Regions from separate parts of the Rattus norvegicus genome. Here region 1 is linked to region 2. The links are chromatin contacts, called in public HiChIP or PLAC-seq maps. All regions are on one chromosome and are shown on one strand. The core of a region is the stretch at or near the end of the contact, and the rest is flanking DNA. Distances in the headings are between cores, read along the strand shown.

The links. HiChIP or PLAC-seq counts read pairs in DNA pulled down with a chosen protein or histone mark.
Region 1: a contact with region 2 is called in an H3K27ac HiChIP or PLAC-seq map of oligodendrocytes, with 10 times the contacts expected there. The contact joins the promoter of Commd10 here to the promoter of Eif1a in region 2. A contact is called at or near these places in 9 of 12 Hi-C or Micro-C datasets (the A7r5 cell line, the Rat2 cell line, Schwann cells and 6 more) and 1 of 1 datasets of contacts at active chromatin or transcription factors (oligodendrocytes).

What each region holds. Positions count from the first base shown.
Region 1 is chr18:41,925,458-41,930,598 of GRCr8, forward strand. Commd10 (COMM domain containing 10) reads left to right here and starts at 2,425. Exons shown (of 7, transcript NM_001004276.1): 1 at 2,425-2,488; 2 at 4,039-4,129. The coding sequence starts at 2,448.
Region 2 is chr18:41,508,484-41,514,086 of GRCr8, forward strand. It overlaps Eif1a (eukaryotic translation initiation factor 1A), which reads left to right and starts at 3,815. Exons shown (of 3, transcript NM_001008773.3): 1 at 3,815-4,002; 2 at 4,851-4,897. Tmed7 (transmembrane p24 trafficking protein 7) reads right to left here and starts at 3,760. Exons shown (of 3, transcript NM_001105758.1): 1 at 3,324-3,760; 2 at 1,416-1,661. The coding sequence starts at 3,521.

The DNA of each region.
Region 1 (5,141 bases), core at 1,175-3,674, 420 kb after region 2:
CCAGAGACATGGGAGGGGAGTGGAGGGCAGTGTGGGTGGGGCACAGAGTGGGTCATGGAGGAAGACTAGGGCAGGACATAGGTTTGTCTCTGGGGTAAGTTTAGAGTCTGTCAAGTTGACAGTATTAGCCATCACACAGTTGGATAATATCGCTTTGTATTTTGCTCCCCCATCTTTACTTCTTCTCCACTCTCATCCCCACGTTTCTGGAATTACCTCTAACAAGGTACAGGTACTAGTGTGTAGGTAACTGTGCTTGTTTCTCAGAGAACTGTGGCTAACACAGAAGGTAGAAATGTAGACCTGAAGTAGGAAACTGGAAAACCTTCGCTGCACTTAGGAGAGCTGGGTATCTGCAATAGATTAGTGGTAGCGGGCCTGGCCTCTGCATCCATCCTGAGCTGGCCTGACTAGTTTAGAGGGCAGGGGTAAAGGGTGGGGGTGGAATCTCGACTCCAGTCAGTCCTTGCACTGCAGCAAGCGGTCCCAAGTAGACAACTTTAAGGACCTTCTCATGGACTTATGTCGTACACCAGATGGTGCAAAGACTGCTTAGGGGTGAAATTATGCACAACATCACTTTATATCAGTAGGTGATCAGTCATTTACAGAAAGAATTGGTGTGATAGACCATTGAGACTGGCAAGGACTCTCTCTGGAGGTCTGTGCTTTGTACTACTCTTGGGAGAGAGTCTCTCAAAGGTACAGACCACATACCTTAGTCCTCATCACAGTCTAGGGAAGCAGACATCGTCATCTCCAGATTTCAGATCAGGCGCAGGAAGGTGTGTGAGGTTACACAGAATCCAGATTTGAGCCTCCTTCACTAAATAAAGCTCCAGCTGTGTTTTTCAAGACAGTCAAGGAAGGGCTGACATTCACAAGGGATTTGAAACAGTTTTAGTTGATTAGTGACTTTGCCTCAGCAATGAATCAAGACATTAGCGAATGCTTTAAAGGCTGAGGAGAAATTGGACCCCTCTAAAGTTGTGCCAGGTAAGGCAATCTGTGTTTGGATCGTACACCCGTAATTAGGTAGATTCACACACATCTTTTTCAGATATGCATAAATTGGGGGAGTGTGTAGAGTGTTGTGGAACTAAATGTATTTGTATGTGTTCAACATACTGTATAATTGACTCAATTATCCATGTGGGGATTATTCACTTTTAATTTGCAATCTGGCTTCTCTCAGTTACAGTGTTGTTCGGTTGCTCCAGGAATGCCAATGAATTTAAATAATAATTTAAGTAAAACATAATTAGGAAGGAAAATTAAATTTGATCTTTTGCCAGCTCTTGAACAGTCTACTATTGAAATGTAACTCTAATCCATGGGCTGTCTTCATTTTTCTATGCCTTTCACTCTTACAGGACACCATCTTTCTCACCATAATCTTAAAAATAAACAACCCTCCTAACATTTAATGGCTACCCATTTATTTACAGATAGTGCACAGAGCCAAAGCCTCTCATAGAAGTAGTTTCTAGCATTACTTCCAGCCTCTCTTTGACCCCAGTCAAATACTTCTACTCCTCAACCTTTGCTCTGGGGACAACCTCAACTCTGCCGACTTAGGAAGCTTTCAAATCTTCCAGCCCTACCCACTGTCGCTTCCAGGTCTTAACACACTCCACTGTTTTTTTCTTAAGGCAGAAGAAGGTGTTTGTAATAAAGCATGTTCTCCTTTCTCTCTTGTGAGAAACAACTATACAGTTCTCGGTGAGTTTGCTTCCTTCTATGCTATGCTGGACCCCAAAGAGCATCTCCACGACGAATACGTGTACATATTAATTGATGATAATAACGTAAAGTGCAGGGTTTTTGGTATTTTGTCTGTTCGAAGCTCCAGTGACTGGTTCAATGCTAAGTAAGCAGTAGGCTCTCAATGAACCCACTGTGGAAGGAATTAGACCACTATGTTCAAGGGCAGAACTCTGCTCTGCAGAAAACTCTTGGGGTGCAGACACAGGGGGTGGAGATGGGGGTGGGTCAGTGGCACAAGAGTTGGCAGCATAATCTCTTCTGACGGTACGCCCTTTGGCCCATTTCTCCGTCCGCAGACGCCTTGGATTTTGTTTAAACCCTGCGTAAACCTGAAAAAAAAATGTAAATGCATTATGCACTACATGTGCGTGCATGCCCAGCCATGTATAAACGTAGATAAAACGCACACATAAACACACAGGCCTAGCCAGGGATGCAGATGTAGAAATAAAAAAATATGTACAGTTCCAATTTTGAAATGGTCGGAAGGTAGAAAGGAGCACCATGACCCCTCTTCCTTTCTGGACCACGTACAAGCCTTCTGAAATGAAGCACATGGTAGACCGAAGTCGCAAACCTGCCGGGCGGCAAGACTTGGCCCTTCCGGGTTTCCGTCAGGCGCGCCGTGATTGGCTGGATTCTGCACAGCTGACAGTCGCGCGGGCGAGGGAGCTTCAAGAATGGCGGCGTCCGCGGCGCTGATCCTACCCCAGAGCCCCAGGTAGCGGTCAGGCTGAGCGCCCAGCCACGCGGGGGTGACCTGTCAGGGAGGGAGCGGGGTTGCTGCCACCGCCTGCTGCTGTGGTGCGGCTGGCCAGGCTCACGAGCCGGAGCGGAGCTGCGGAGGGTCTTGTTGGGGCTCAGAGGAGGGCGTGGGCGGGCGTGAAGGAAGGCTTGGGTGGGCGTGGAGAAAGGAGTGGGCGTGGCGTGGGGAGGAGTGCTTCCAGTCTGGAGTGATTCCTTCCTCTTGGAGCTTGCAGTGCTGGCTGCTTCTCTTCTGTAGCTGAGATAGTGACTTTGTAGCACAGGTGGAAGTTGATAGACGCCACCTAAATTCTGTCCACTCTCTTGGGAAAAGACTTCCTGCTTTTAGTTATTTCAGACCTGATGATAGTGAGAAAGGCTCACGCTGGTACTACGGAGTGATTAACAAGGGTAATTTATAAATAAAACGTGTTAATAGCCCTTTGAAACCGAGGTCCGATAGTTTAGGCATTAGTGACTTACTTATCCAGTTTTGGCGTATTCAGTATATGCAGTTATGCCTACCACACAATTTCAAAATGGTTATTCCAAGTGACGCAGGTTTTAAACGCCGTTGATAGTGTTGCCATTTATGTAGTTTTTATTTATTTATTTTGGGCGTGTTAGGTTAGGGTGATATAAAGCCCAGTTTTAAAGTTTTGTGGTTTTTTTTTTTTTTTTTTTTTTTTTTTTTTTTTTTTGCGGGGGTGGGGAGCAGGGAGTGGAGCAGTTCTTACTGTGTTGCCTAGCCTAGCCTCAAACTCGTGGACCCAAGAACCCTTACCCTCCCAACAAGTTGGCTCTATTGGTTGTCCTACCACACCTTGCTGAGATTTCCCCCATTAGAACAAAATTATTCCATGAAAAAACCCGACTCATTCTGTGGGGGCAGAAGAAACATTCGTGCATGTAGGCAAATATTGAAAGTTGAACACAACACTCCTGCATTGGAAGAAGACAGTTGGTATTGTAACGTTTTTCCTTTTTTCCCTGGATCTGATACCCACTTCTTATCTTCAAGCCCATGTCCTGGGGGATGCACACCACGAAGGTATACTCGGTATATGCACAGTTATGCTCACCAAACACTTTGAAATTGGTTATCCCAAGCGACACAGGTTTTCTTCAAATAACTGAATTTCAAATAAGTATGTATTATCTTTCCCCTCCCCTCACGGATACTTGCCCCATTGTCCTTTATGGTTTTGGTGTAGTGGCCTCATTTGCTGTTTTGCAAAGTTGTATTTTGGATTAGGTCGTAGCTTGCGTTTTCACTGCTAAACCACTGCTGTTCCTGACTGGGTAGATGCCACAAGTACTTTGCTTGGGAAAAGAAAACTTATCAGATGTACTCCTTAACAGGAGTGCTTTGGGTAGAGCCTCCTTGGGAGATGCTCACTGATTGACCAACTGTCCTTCACGCCACTTTATCTCACTGAAAGGGCATAGCTACCAGGGTAGTTGAAATAAAAATGTACAGACGACGATGGCAAATACACGTAAAACTCACTTTGAAACTCTGTTTAGCATGAAGAAAGCAGTGCCGCTGATAAATGCAATAGACACAGGAAGATTCCCACGACTTCTCAGCCGGATTCTTCAAAAGCTCCACCTGAAGGTTTGCATTTCTGTGTTCCCGTGGCTTGTGACTTCTTGATTCTGTGAAACATTATGCTAGTATATGAAGAATTGTGAGAAATATTGTTCTCTAATGGGTTCTTGGGAACTCTAGATCTGTAGAAGTTTGGTGATATTCTTTGGTCAGAAGCTTGGGAGACTTTGTATTCTGTACATAACTAAAATAAATGGAGCTTTGTAGAACGCTCTGCATGCTAATGTTCAGGTCATACATTGAAGGGTTTGACTTGGGAATTGTTTTCCTTTGGCATGTTCTGTGGAACATGCTTTGGGGAAATGCTGGTTTCATTCTTCCTGGTAGTTCAGGCTGCAGAGGTGGTGAAGAACACCTACAGAAGCCAGGCAGTTCTGGTGCATGCCTTCAACCTCAGCACTTGGGAGGCAGAGGCAGGTGGGTCTCAGAGTTTGAGGCCTACCTGGTCCAGTATAGCCAGGGCTACACAGAGAAACCCTGTCTTGAACCCCCATTCTTCCCTGCCAAGAAATAGCACATACTACTGTTACAGAAGACCTGTGTTTGGTTCCAAGCACCCAGCTAGTGGCTCATAACCACCTGTCACTCCAGATCCAGGGGTCTGATTCTTTCTTCTGGCTTTCTTGGGTTCTTGTACGCATACGGTGCATGTAAACATAACCAGGCACACGTGCATACATATATAAATGATAAATCTTAAAAAAATGCAGTCAAGATTTCTTCTCACATAGTATTTAATATCTGATTTTTCTCCTTTTATTTCAAGCATATAGTTGGTTTGGCTATGTAGATGCTTGGTAACTAATTCATTATTTGGTGACCAGTTTAACTTAACATTCTTTATTGGTTTGTAAAACTGCACTGACCATCTTTATGGGACACATGCTAAGTGTTCTGCATGTTTCTAGGCACAAACATTTAGTTCTAGCCAAGACTCTTACCTTCCCTTTATTAGCAAGGAGACAGCCCCAAACTCATTGTCTATTCCCCCGAATTGTCTCTCAGATTCAAATTTTCC
Region 2 (5,603 bases), core at 2,565-5,064:
AGGACAGTCCTTCAAAATTCCTGCTTCACAGATAAGTCTGTCAGATATTCTGGGCCTGTTGGCTGAAGATTAGTAATCCGACCAATACAGAGGAACCTGGGGCGACTGACCTGGTAGCCAGCAGTCTCTGTCATTTCTAGTTTTGGAAGCTTCTTGCTCTGTACTTCCTGTTTACTTAGATAATACTTATCCTTTTCAGGTTTCTGATGGGGTTGGAGACTAGCTAACTACTGTCTTAACAGTTTTTCTTATTAGAAATTAAAGACATAAAAGCTTAAGTTGTTTAGGGTCTAAGGAATGTTTTAAGATCTAAAAAGATGTTTTTAGGTTGATAAATGTAAGTTATAATAAGACAGTGATTTAGGTACAGAACTTTGGACTCACCTAGACAGGATAGATAGTAGAGTACTTTCTCCATAGTTGTGAAATACCAAAGGACTGGACATTGTACATATAATTGTTATTAGATAGTTCTCATAATTGTTCTTACTGTATATAGATGATTGATATTAGAGAAAAAGCCATTTTTGGACTAAAAGGGGGAAATGTGCTGAGAATTTTGGTTTCTTTAAAAATCTAGTTGTATTACATGAATGTTTTTGTTTTAATCCAAGGTGTGGGATATGGGGCTGCTTCAGTTTATCCACAGCCACTATGGTTGTCTGCTGCACTAGGAGGGGTGAGATTTTTGCATCTTGAAGAAGATTTACATTTAGAATTCTGGAGACTCTTAAGGGGGTATAAACATGAGAGCCCCAAGAGGGCCTGGAGTGGCTGCTGCTTTTGCTATTGCTGTTTGCTGGACTGCTAACTACTAAGATTAGCCTTGCTCCAAGGAACTCAACACCCCTAATCAGCAGGAAGTACTCTACAGAGGTCTATGTCCCCTTTCCTGTCTAACCTTCTTTCTCTCCTACCTATGTCAGGGAGTTAGAAGGGATTAGGGAGGAATAGGGTTAGAAGTGTGGTAGATATAAAAATCCAATAAAATAGGCAAAGAAGTATAGCTACAGACCATGCCTACGGCAGGGGGGCATGGCCATTAAGGATATACCAGGAAGGACCCTGGCCCTTCTTCTCCCTTTGCTGGTGTGAAGATGAGCAACCTTCCTTTAATGAGCATTCTTGGCCATGGCTGTTCTACTTCTCCACAGGCTACCTGACCAGAGCCTGAAACCTCTGAAACATTTCCTCCTGCTAAGTTGATCATCTTTAGGTCTCTGTCACAGCCATGGAAAGCTAGCCATGACTTCCAACCTATGACTCAAGTTCTCTGCCAAATGCCTAATCTCGAAGAATTTAAATTTCTTAGAAATAGCATCAAAATTCAATGCTCATCTAGGACTGAATACACTGCATTAAATTATGTGCCCCTCCCTCCTTTAACCAATGTTCTTCTGTTCTTTTTTGTTTACCTGGGTAAGGGCACTGACTCGGTTCTCACTGGGAAACAAAGGTGGGTCTTCTCCAACTTGGAAATCGAAATACACCGTTTTGTGTGTGAAAGTAGAAAACTCATTGCTGAAGCAAAATTTGTATGTCCCATTTTTGGAGGCTGTGAAGGTGAAACTATCATACTGTTTCTTCATCTCCTTGTATAACACTTTACCATCAGGATCTTCCAATCGACAATCTACATCGTAGTGACCACCAGTAATCACCTGTAAAAGATTTACAGAGAGATCACAGTAACTAACACAGAAAAATTTAACCCAGTTACTGCTAAAACAACAATAAAGCTATATTCAGAAGTCTTCCTATCACAATATCACAGATCTTGATTTTCACCAGTGGATGAAACACACATAAAGATTTCAGCTCAACTAAAGCTTTACAAAAAGTGAAGAGGTTCTCTCCTAACAGGAGAGAGGAAACTTCATTATATCGACCGTTCAGATCACTGTGCTGCTTGATATAGCCCTGAGCTTTAACCTGGAACTTAAAAGATGGGGAGATCGGGAGAGAAAATAGTTTTGGCAACCCAAACTATGACAGTGGACAGTACAAGTTTTAAGTATTTTGACTAACACAGTATTGAAAGTGTACATCAATAAAACGAAGACATTAAAGCTCAGACTTCAAAGACATTTCTATGATTTATATGACCTTTTGTCACTTGAGATGATGACTAATAGAGTTGTATTACAAGATCATTTTAATAAGTACATGAGATATAATTTTGTACTTAGAGAGCTGTATTATTCCATATATGATTACATACATGTATTAAGTACAAATATGAATGAATGAATGAATGTGTACTTTGGATTAAGACTAGGACCTTGCACATGCAATGTAAATATTTTAAAAAATTTTAAATGTTTTATAGCACCAAGTATTGTAGCTACAGATATAAAAATTCAACAAACATATATTAAATTTAAATAAAGAATATTCTGATTACAGCTTATAATTCCTTTGTAATTGTATATATTGGGAATTGATACACACATATATCCTTAATTCCTTTTTTGATCTTTAGATTTCTCTCCTCACAATACAAATTGTTATCAAGCCTTGTTGATTTTACCTTTCGCTTTTCTCCTTCGCCACAAATACTAACCGAGTACAATACTAAGTATAGTATGAATACTAAGCTATTGTCGTGTCTAATAAGAAACGATTTTTATTATTTTCAATTATGTTTTATGGGTGTGTCTGGGAGATGATACGTGCATGTAGGTGCAGGCGCCTGCAGAGGTCAGAGGTGTTAAATCTCCTGTAGCTCCAGTTACAGGTGACCTAGCACTAAAGAGCTGCTGAAATGTTAAATGAAACTATTAACAACAACAACAAACCGGTAGACTGCTTTAGGCTCCTAAAGAATAAAGTTCCTATTTTACATTGTCTGCGAACTAAGAAAGGGCCTCTTGTTTATCATAATGTTTTACAACACCCTTGACAGACCGTCTTTAAAAAAGAAAAAGCCTCTTAACAGAGCATTTCCAATCACCTCTGCAGTAAGGAAAGAATCCTGGTGTTAAACAAAAACAAAAATCCTAAATCCAACCCAACCGCCACAAAATACCGGAAACGACCGTGTGTTATGTCAAACCGATTAAATTGGAGTTGTGGATTACAGGAATAGGGAGCTGATACTGGGTATTTGTGCGCAGAAAACAGCTTTTTTAAAAAGAACTTCTTAAATTAATTTATTTAATGCGGCTTCCATTCAATGAGTGGCACTGGAGAATGTGACAGCCACAGGAAGCATTTCTGAAATTTCAGTTCTTTGAGCTCTGAAAAGAAAAGCTAAATGTCCTGCATAGGCTACTGAGGTCACTCTTGGGTTAGCGGATCACGGTGGCTGGGGCCCGTGGTACCTGGAACTCTAGGGTACACTTGGTGCCCTGAGTGATGTCCTCGTAGAAGCACTGCTTGGCATTGTCCGGCAGCTCAAAAGTGATCTCGGAGCCGCCGCTCGGACCCGGCAGTAGCAGTAGCAACAGTAGAGCAAGCAGTCTGCAACTCCAACGGCCTGCGGCGGCCGCCCAGCAAGTCGCCGACCTCGGCCGCGGCATCCTGACAGCGCGGCGGCCTCAACGGAGCTGCGGGGCCTCAACACGCGCGGCAGGCCCAGCCCCTACCGGCCCGCGAGCCTTAGTGAAGCGTGCGACGAGGAACCAGCGCAGGCTTCCGGAAAGACGCAATGAGGTACCCGAGCCGCTCTAGGAAAACCTGAGGGGCAGTGGTAGGAGACCCGGCAAACCAGCGGAGGAAGAGGCCTCGCTGACCGGAAGTACGGCGAGATCTAACGGAAGGGGCGGGACCGGGACAGGACCCGGTGACCCGGATGTGAAATCCGGTGGGCGAGGCGTTGTAGTGAGGACGTGGAAGAGCGTGAGGCCTCGGCGTTGCGTGGGCGGCCCTCCTTGGGCGAGGGGAGGGGGCAGTGCGGGAACTCGACGGGAAGGGGCGTGGCCGGCCGTTGCCTAGGAAGGGCGCGTGGTCTCGCTGCTCGCCGGGCTGAGACGGTAGAGGGGTTCTGCTGCATTTGTCACTGTGAGTACCAAGTTTGGGGAATCTCCTAGGGACTCCCAAGAGCTCGTTTTAGGGCTATGGAGGGCTAATCCCCGGTGGTAGAGAGATTTCTAGTTTACAGGAGGTTGTCGCACAGAGTACAGTCGTATTTGGAGGAGGCAGCTTACGCAAAAAGCGCATGTTCTCAGAGATGAGTAGAAGACTAGAATTTCTAATCCCTGCTCTTTACCTTCCGGCCAGCTGACCTCGGCCTGGATGCTAAAACTCTGCTATACTCTAAATAGTACTGCCTAAAATAAATACGGATTATTTCCTGAGTTCTTTATCTGGAAAAGGGGTCTAGAAGAGTGGCCGGCACGTGGTAAGCACAAGATAAGTTTCGGTTAGACTAAAACAAACATCCATTGAGTACCTCTTAGCAAGCTCCTTCTACTCTTCATACAGTAAGTGATAGTATGTCTGTTTTACTGATTAGGGAGTTAAGGACCCAACAGTAGCAAAGTAACTAATTTGCTTCTGATCGACATGGCGTTTCTTGTAAGGCATTCATTTTACGCTTCCCACGTGCGTAACAGGAATCAGGTGTTCCGGTTTTGTTTTGTTTTTTTTGGGGGGGGTGTTGGGAGCTTTTTGGTTTGTTTTTTAGTGAAAGAGATAAGGTGGGCTCTAGATTGCCGAGGATCAGTAGAGAGGTTTTTATGAGAACGAAGTAGCTGGCAGGTAGGAGTGAGGCAAGGCCCTGAGTAAGGGTTGGGTGGGGCGGATAAAACGAGAGCCGGAAGTTCACTCAGCTGCCTTGAGGCACTTAAAGCTTCTGCTGGGGCAAATGGGAAGGAGGCTTAAGGTCACATTCTTTTAATTTCTTCCAGACTGGGAAGACTAGACCTTCCTGAGAGCCAGGCCAGAAATTTTGTAGGTGAGTGAAAATAAAACTGAATTTGGCAGTGAAAAATGGAGGTTTTGTTTTTTGACTCATCTTGGACGGGTGATCTTGCTCTTATCTTGGAGCTGGTAATGGAGCTCACCAGTAGAACTTGTCCAAGTCCTAGGATTGAATCTCCAGAGCTACAAGGGAGTATGGAGGGTGGGGGTGGGGGTTTGGGAACCACCCTTTCTCCATAAAGAAATAAGATTAAAATCTCAGTGCAATGTGGAAGGTTTGGGAGGGAGGAAAGGGAGGAGGGAAAAATTAAAAAACTAAAACTAGTAATAAAAGAATCAGTGTGGTATCACTTTATTTTTTAAGAATTGTTTACTTTATATATATATATATATATATATGTATATATATATATGTACACTGTAGCTGTTCTCAGACACACCAGAAGAGGGCATCAGATCCCATGACAGATGGTTGTGAGCCACCAGGTGGTTGCTGGGAATTGAACTCAGGACCTTTGGAAGGGCAGTCAGTGCTCTTAACCACTGAGCCATCTCTCTAGCCTGCGGTATCACTTTTAATATTACAATTAAATATCACCAAACAGGCAAATTTTCAAAGTACAGCAGTGCTAGACATGCATGTTCCACTTTGGGGTAAGCTTAACGTAATAAAGAGGAAGGTAATATGTATATTATGTAGTACATGTGGCCTGGAAGTTTCACCTTGACAATTTTATACC